2 separate regions of the Mus musculus genome follow, and region 2 is linked to region 1. Evidence: chromatin contacts called from public promoter capture Hi-C data. All regions are on one chromosome and are shown on one strand. Each heading gives the region's core, a stretch centred on a gene start, on an enhancer-like site or on the middle of the called end of the contact. The rest is flanking DNA. Distances are from core to core; before and after follow the strand shown.

What was found. Promoter capture Hi-C pulls out the DNA fragments that hold promoters and counts their contacts.
Region 2: a contact with region 1 is called in a promoter capture Hi-C map of liver. The contact joins the promoter of Dok4 here to the promoter of Ccdc102a in region 1. A contact is called at or near these places in 13 of 39 promoter capture datasets (the C10 cell line, the HPC-7 cell line, HPC-7-derived erythroid cells and 9 more), 9 of 15 datasets of contacts at CTCF or cohesin (CD8 T cells, the G1E-ER4 cell line, the NIH/3T3 cell line and 3 more), 196 of 484 Hi-C or Micro-C datasets (the 63-12 cell line, the AML12 cell line, the AtT-20 cell line and 97 more), 45 of 115 datasets of contacts at active chromatin or transcription factors (the 230-238 cell line, CD8 T cells, the HPC-7 cell line and 29 more) and 6 of 9 other capture datasets (adipose tissue, embryonic stem cells, embryonic tail and 3 more).

What each region holds. Positions count from the first base shown.
Region 1 is chr8:94,916,508-94,919,999 of GRCm38.p6, forward strand. Ccdc102a (coiled-coil domain containing 102A) reads right to left here and starts at 1,591. Exons shown (of 9, transcript NM_001033533.3): 1 at 1,475-1,591.
Region 2 is chr8:94,874,810-94,877,812 of GRCm38.p6, forward strand. It overlaps Dok4 (docking protein 4), which reads right to left and starts at 1,503. Exons shown (of 9, transcript NM_053246.3): 1 at 1,322-1,503.

The DNA of each region.
Region 1 (3,492 bases), core at 341-2,840:
TCTGATGGGGAGAGGGAGGAGATATTCAACATTGTATTCTGCCCTCGAGGTTCGGTTGGTTTTCTCAGAAGCCACTGCAAGGAATGAGAAACACTAAGCCCTGGATGGGGACCAGCTGAGGGAATGGGGAACCCAAGACCTCCACAGCTCAGAATTCTCCCGTATCTTCTTAGAATCTTTCAGGTGGACTCTGGGGTAAGCCCAGGGCCACAGGCCTAGCTGTGGGTAGGGATTAGAGCCCAGCAGGAAACCACAAGGGGACTGCCTGATTGGATAAGTGCAGGGCCCAAGGCTGGTCAGCCCGCAGACTGTGGGCTGTCTGTCCCTCTGACCATGGATACTGAGAGAGCCCAGCTTACAGCTGCTGGACCTCCAGGAAAGAAACGGAGGGGTGGGGAAGGGAGGAGAGCAGGGTTTCTATGCTAGAACAGAGCTTGTGGCTGGGTCATGCGTGACTACCTGAAGAGCACCATGCCCCTGGAAGCGCTTACTAGGGAGATCTTCAGATACTAGGCCCGCCAAACAAACATGACTTGGAAGAGTGGAAGCTTTCACCTACTCCAGCCCCAGGACTCTTAGCAACTCTTGGCATCGCACATTCGTATAGAACAGACATTAACCCTAGCGTTGCTATTACACACCGTGTGGTATGTGCAGGTTCCTGGCCTTTCTGAGCATCAGTTTTCCTATGTATTGAGAGGCACCAACAAGATTTCTAATTCCTCCAGCAGGTGGGTAAGACTCTGCCAATAAGAACTCATCGTACTCCTACAACAGCTCAGTAATCCGGGCCGAATAAGGGACATTCACTTACGCAAACTGAAGTCCCGGGATGAGGAAGAGTGCTACCCCTCGGCACAACCAGGGCAGTGGGCTGCTGAAGCCCTTCCCTTCTCTTAGCATCAAGCCCTTGCCCCACTTGCCCGCATTCCTTCCCGAAATTAAGTTTTCAGCTTTCCAGGGCCCAGTCCCTACTTGGTAGCCCCTTCGCGGGCCACCAGCCCCGCTCCCCCTAGCGGCTGGAGGGGGTGCGGGGGTCCGGTCCTGCAAGACGCGGTCCCGCCCACCCCACCGCTTGGTTTCCATTGGTAGCGCAACGGGTCTGGGCGTAAAGCCGTGCTCCGATTGGCCAGTGCCACCCGTCCGTCCGGCACTCGCCATGGTGACCACGTTGGGTCCCCCGGGAGAGTTCCACATTCCGCCCCCGCCTGCCATCCCCCCCCCTCCTGGCCCTGCCGGCATTCCACGGGCGCCCCCTCCCCCACTGTCCCGCCACGGGACCCGGCTTCCACGGGGATGGAGACGGGCCGGGGGACTCTAAGTGGGACTAAAAAGTTGGACTCAAGTTTGGGGTGCGGCGGGCGCCGCCCCGGCTCCTGTCCCTCGCTGCAAAGTTCTTCCCTCGCGTGAGCGGCTCCGAGACCGCAGCGAGTACCCTGTCGCGATGACCTCCCGCCCCGCCGTCCCCACTCACCTCGGGCCGGGGCTGGGATTCCGGACGTCCGAACTGCTGCTCTGGGTGGAGCGGGCGCGGGGCTGGCTGCGGCGGCCGTCGGGAGGCCGGGGGAGGGCCGCCAAGTCTCCTCCTCCTGCCAGGGGAGGGGAAGGGGAGCGGGCGGGGGCCCCTCGTGGGGCGCGGTTTGCTGCGGGTTGGGGCCAGGCAGCCGGACCCCCCTGGCCCGCCCAAGCATGGGGTCGCCCAGGCAGGATCCGCGTCCTCGGCTTTCCCGCCAACCACGGTCTAGGTGATCCAGGACAGGAGTGGGCACCATGACCCACGAGGAGCTTCACTTTGGTTAACTGCATTACTTCCAGTGCTAGCGCTGACACCGACTGGACTTGGGCCAGAGTCCATGTCCTCACTGGGCCTCGGTTTCCCTTTTTTGTACAAAGCGACTTCAGGCCTATAAAGGAGAGTGATGGGACCTACTCCCACTGTGGAGATTTTCCCTCTGGTGTGCGATGGTGCTTGGCAGAACCCTCTGACCTTCTTGTACACACCCATTAGGCTCAGGCTCTCTCTCTCTCTCTCTCTCTCTCTCTCTCTCTCTCTCTCTCTCTCTCTTTGGGATAGGGTGTCTGTAGTCTTGTCAGGGAAGAAGAAGGTCAAGATGGTATCTCCCCTTCACATCCTGCTTCGAGGTTGGTCTGTCTTGCCGACAGGACCAAAAGTCACAAAAACGCGTGGGCAGCTAAGCTGGGTTAGGTTATTGTCCAGAAAAGATAAAGATTATGAAGATAAACGAATCACATACTTCTTGGTTAAGAGTGTTTTAATTCTAATCATGGTCACGAGCATAGTGGTTTGTGAAGAGTGAATCACATACTGAATGTTGAAGGTTTTTTTCCCCCCTTACGGAGTTGAGCTATTATTGGTTTGCTGTAAGAGATTGTTTTGTTTTACCAAAATACCGGGGCTAGCTGGATATGGTGGTGCACCCCTTTAATCCCAACACTTGGGGCCTCTAATCCCAGCATTAGGGAGGCAGAGACAGAGGCAGGCAGATGTCTGCCTCACAGGAGTTTGAGGCCAGTCTGGTCTATCTACATAGTGAATTCCAGGAGAACCAGAGCTAGTAGAAAACCCCTGATTTACAAAAATAAATAAACCAAACAAACAAACAAACTAGGGCTTCTTCAAAAACAAGGATCCTTTGACCTTCCCCCCTTTAAGGGGATCCTGTGTGTATTTGGTGGCCTCCAAGGTCAGAAGAGGGGCTCAGATCCCTTGAGACTAAAGTTACTGATAGCTATGAGCTACCATGTAGGTGCTGGGAACTAAACTGGGGCCCTTTGAAATAGCATTAAGTACTCTTAACCACTGAGCCACTTCTTCAGATCTCCCCCCCACCCCCAGCCCCCCACTGAGTATTCTGAGAACTCAGTACATCTTTTTGATGTCATACACTTCCCCCACATCCTTCTCTGTGGTCTTCAGCTGTCTTCTCTGCCCCACCCCCACCAACTTTGTGAAGTCCCACAGATTTTGCAAGTTTTATAGTTTCACTTGCCCCTTCATGTGCTGGGCAGGTAGTGAGTGGTGCTTGCTTGGCAGCTGTTATAATCAGCAGAAGACCAGTTTGGGTGGGAATGCTTGCACTTTGGTTAGCATCTACAGATCACTAGCCTGCAGACCCTCCATTGGCTGTCCTCTACATCATGTACAGGGGGAATGTGTGAGATACACATATTGAGAACTCATGACAAGACAAAAAGAAAAAACAGACTTCCTTCTAGACCTGGGGAAATGAAAGTTTAGATTGGCTTTTGACTCGAATGGGATCTCACAGCAGTGAGATGTCCCAGGGAGAAGGGATGTCCTGGCAGTGACAGCTCTGAACCAAGATCTCAGAGCTCTTTCTCTAGTGTTGGGAGCTGGTAAAGGGTGGGAAAGTGATGGAGGTCCGGCTTATGGTATAGTTAGCCTTTGACTGGACTTCATTGCAACTGAGCCCTCTCTCTTTGGAGAGGAAGTAGTGTGTGTGTGTGTGT
Region 2 (3,003 bases), core at 253-2,752, 42 kb before region 1:
CTTCAGGCCCTCCTGACACCCTGGCCTTGCTAATTAGCTGTCTCTCAACATCCAGTGTTTCAGTCTGTCACATGTCACTATGAGATTTGATGTTCCCGGTTCCTTCATCTGTCACTTGGCCATGTAGGGACACCTACAATGACAGTTCCCAAGCCCCTTCTATCTAGCTATAGCTCCATCCCAGTGACCAGGACACTGATAAAGGACAGAGTGGATGCCAATCTAGGGAGGGACACTAATTATATCTAGCATTGTCCCCATCCTTTCAACACCATTATCAGCTCTGCTTCCAGAGAGTGTAAGCGGCAGCGGGCTCCCACTTCTCCACATCTCGGTGCCAACTGGCAAGACCAGCAAAGTCCAGGAGAACCAGCCGGGTCCGTGATCCACAGTTTGTTCAAAGCTGCCTCAGGGGACTTGTGCTGCTGCTGACACTGTCTGAGCCTGGCTAGGGGCCCCACCTTGGCTGGGGTTGTTGGATGAGGTCACATCCAGCCTGGTGCCCTGCCCAGGAATACCCAGCACCCAGGCACAGAGACTAGCAGCAGAGCGAGAGGGACACAGCTCCTGGGACCTACCTGGGATACCTACACAGCAGCCTGCATTTCTCCGAAAAGGGCCCTCAAAGAATGTGCAGGAAGCGCAGCCCCTGGAGGCTGTTGGAATGTGCTGGAGCTGACACCTGGCCCCTGGCTGCCCTGTCTTATCAAAGCCCTCCATCCAAGTGTCTGGCAATTGTTTTGCTCCCACCGCTCCACGCAGGCAGATTGCACAGAACTCCCGACTGCCCAAGGCTCCACTCCGGTCCTTATGCTGTGACAGATAGCTGTCTCCAAAAGAATGTGTACAGACTCCCAGAGCCAGAGGAGAAAGGTTTTAAGGCAGGAGGCTGCTAGCCCGGAGGACTGCAATGAATAGGAATGCCACTTGCAGGTCGGATAGGCAGTAAAAGGAAAGTGTCTCTTGGAATTTGGGGAGCAGGAAGGCGAGGAAGGCTGCTTCCGGGAAGAGGCTCAGGGAACCGGGGATCTGGGTTTCTCTGATGGGTTACATGGGGAATACAGGTGAGGTAAGACTCACACCTGCGCTTCCTAGAGATGGGAGCTGGTTGAGGACGGCTCAGGGAGTTTCAGGGTCTCGCTGGCTTCGAGAGGCGCGTCTGAGTCCTCCTTCCTTAAAGTAGGACGCTCCCATAGCTGGGAGAGCCCGCGGGCTCCGGAGGTGACCACAGGCGCCCCAGGATGAGAGTTGCGGGAGTCTCACGTCTCGGTGAGGCCTAGGGATCCCCCCCCCCCCCCGCGCTTCGTATTCCCCTATTTACCTAGGCGCCGAGGCCCGGGCCGGGGCGCTGGCTCCGCGGGACGCGGGGCGGGCTCATGCCCGCGTCTCGGCGCGGCCGGGAGGGGAAGGTAGGGTGGCGGCGCGCGGCTCTGGTTGTAAGCTAGAAGTGAAGCGCAGCCGCCAGCTCCGGATCCAGAGGAGACTCGGGAGGTAGCTGGTTCTGCTGATCCGCGACGCCACGCCCCTTGAGGCCACGCCCCGCGCCGCCCTGGCGCCGCGCCACGCCCCACCGCCACGCCCCCGCCCATCCCTGGCATCGTGCCACGCCCCTTCTCGGAGCCACGCCTCGTCCCGGAGTCCTGCCAAAGTCTTATTACTAGGACAGAAATTTCCGCCTGGCAGTCTAGCCCTCTGCTCACTTCTAGTACCCACCTCAGTCGCACCAGCTCCTCCCTGAGCTCTAAAACTCAAACCCACGTGGTCTTGCATCTGCTGGAGGCTGAACCCTATATCAACTCCCAGTCCTTGAACCTCACCTCCCAACATCAAGAGTCAGTACCCTGCTAGACATACACTTTGCTACCATCCAGTCCTGCTCAGTACCTGCCCCACTTCCCCAATCGCACACTCAGCTGCACTCTGTGAGAGATTAGCCTAATGCATGAAGGAATCAAGAACCCAGTACCCACGCATGTATATCCCCTGCCCCGTATCCTCCCAACCCTACCTCCCCACCCCCTCTGCCGGAACACTAGAGACTCAGCCTTGTCCAGCAAAGTAAAGGAGCCATTTTCTGTCCGCTTAAAATGTCCCAGGATTGTCACTAAAGTGTGTGTTAAGTGGAAGCCACGGGGCTATAGGACAGGAAATGGCTTTCTTCTTCCTGGATGCTAAACTGAACCTCCTGACCTTCCCATGACCTCCTGACCTTCCCATGCAGCTTCCAAACTTGACCCTCTGCTTTACTTCAAACAGCAGCTCATAAAGTCCTCAGCTCTCAAGCCCTCAGAGTGAACTGCTTTCATCCTGGGACACTGCTAGAGAAGCTGTATGGCCACAGAGAAAAAAAGAGAGTTTCAACAAAAAGAGGCCTCTTAGCCTGGCCTAGTAGTACTTGTCTATAATCCCATGCTGAGGCAGGAAGCTGATGAGTTCAAGGCCAGCCTTAGTGAGATCCTACTTAAGAAAGAAAGAAAAAGAGAGGGGGGGAGAAAGAAAGAAACAAAAAGAAAGAAAGAAAGAAAGAAAGAAAGAAAGAAAGAAAGAAAGAAAGAAAGAAAGAAAGAAGAAAAGAAAGAGAGAGAGAGAGGAGGGGGGAGGGAAGGAAGGAAGGAAGGAAGGAAGGAAGGAAGGAAGGAAGGAACCTTCTCTAGGTTCAATCCCCTGAACTGCAAATTAATTGTAATAATATAATGAAATTTAGAAGTATCATCTCTAAGTGGGATTCCTAAACTTCATTCTCTTTCAAAATTTTTACTCAATATCTACTTCTACCCACTGTGCTAATTCCCTTTTCTTTCTTTCTTTCTTTCTTTCTTTCTTTCTTTCTTTCTTTCTTTCTTTCTTTCTTCCTTCCTTCCTTCCTTCCTTCCTTTCTTTCTTTCTTTCTTTCTTTCTTTCTTTCTTCTTCTCCTCCTCTTCCTCTTTCTCCTCCTTTTTTTTTGACACAGGATTTCTCTAGCAGTCCTGGAACTGGATGTATAGACCAGGTTGGCCTTGACC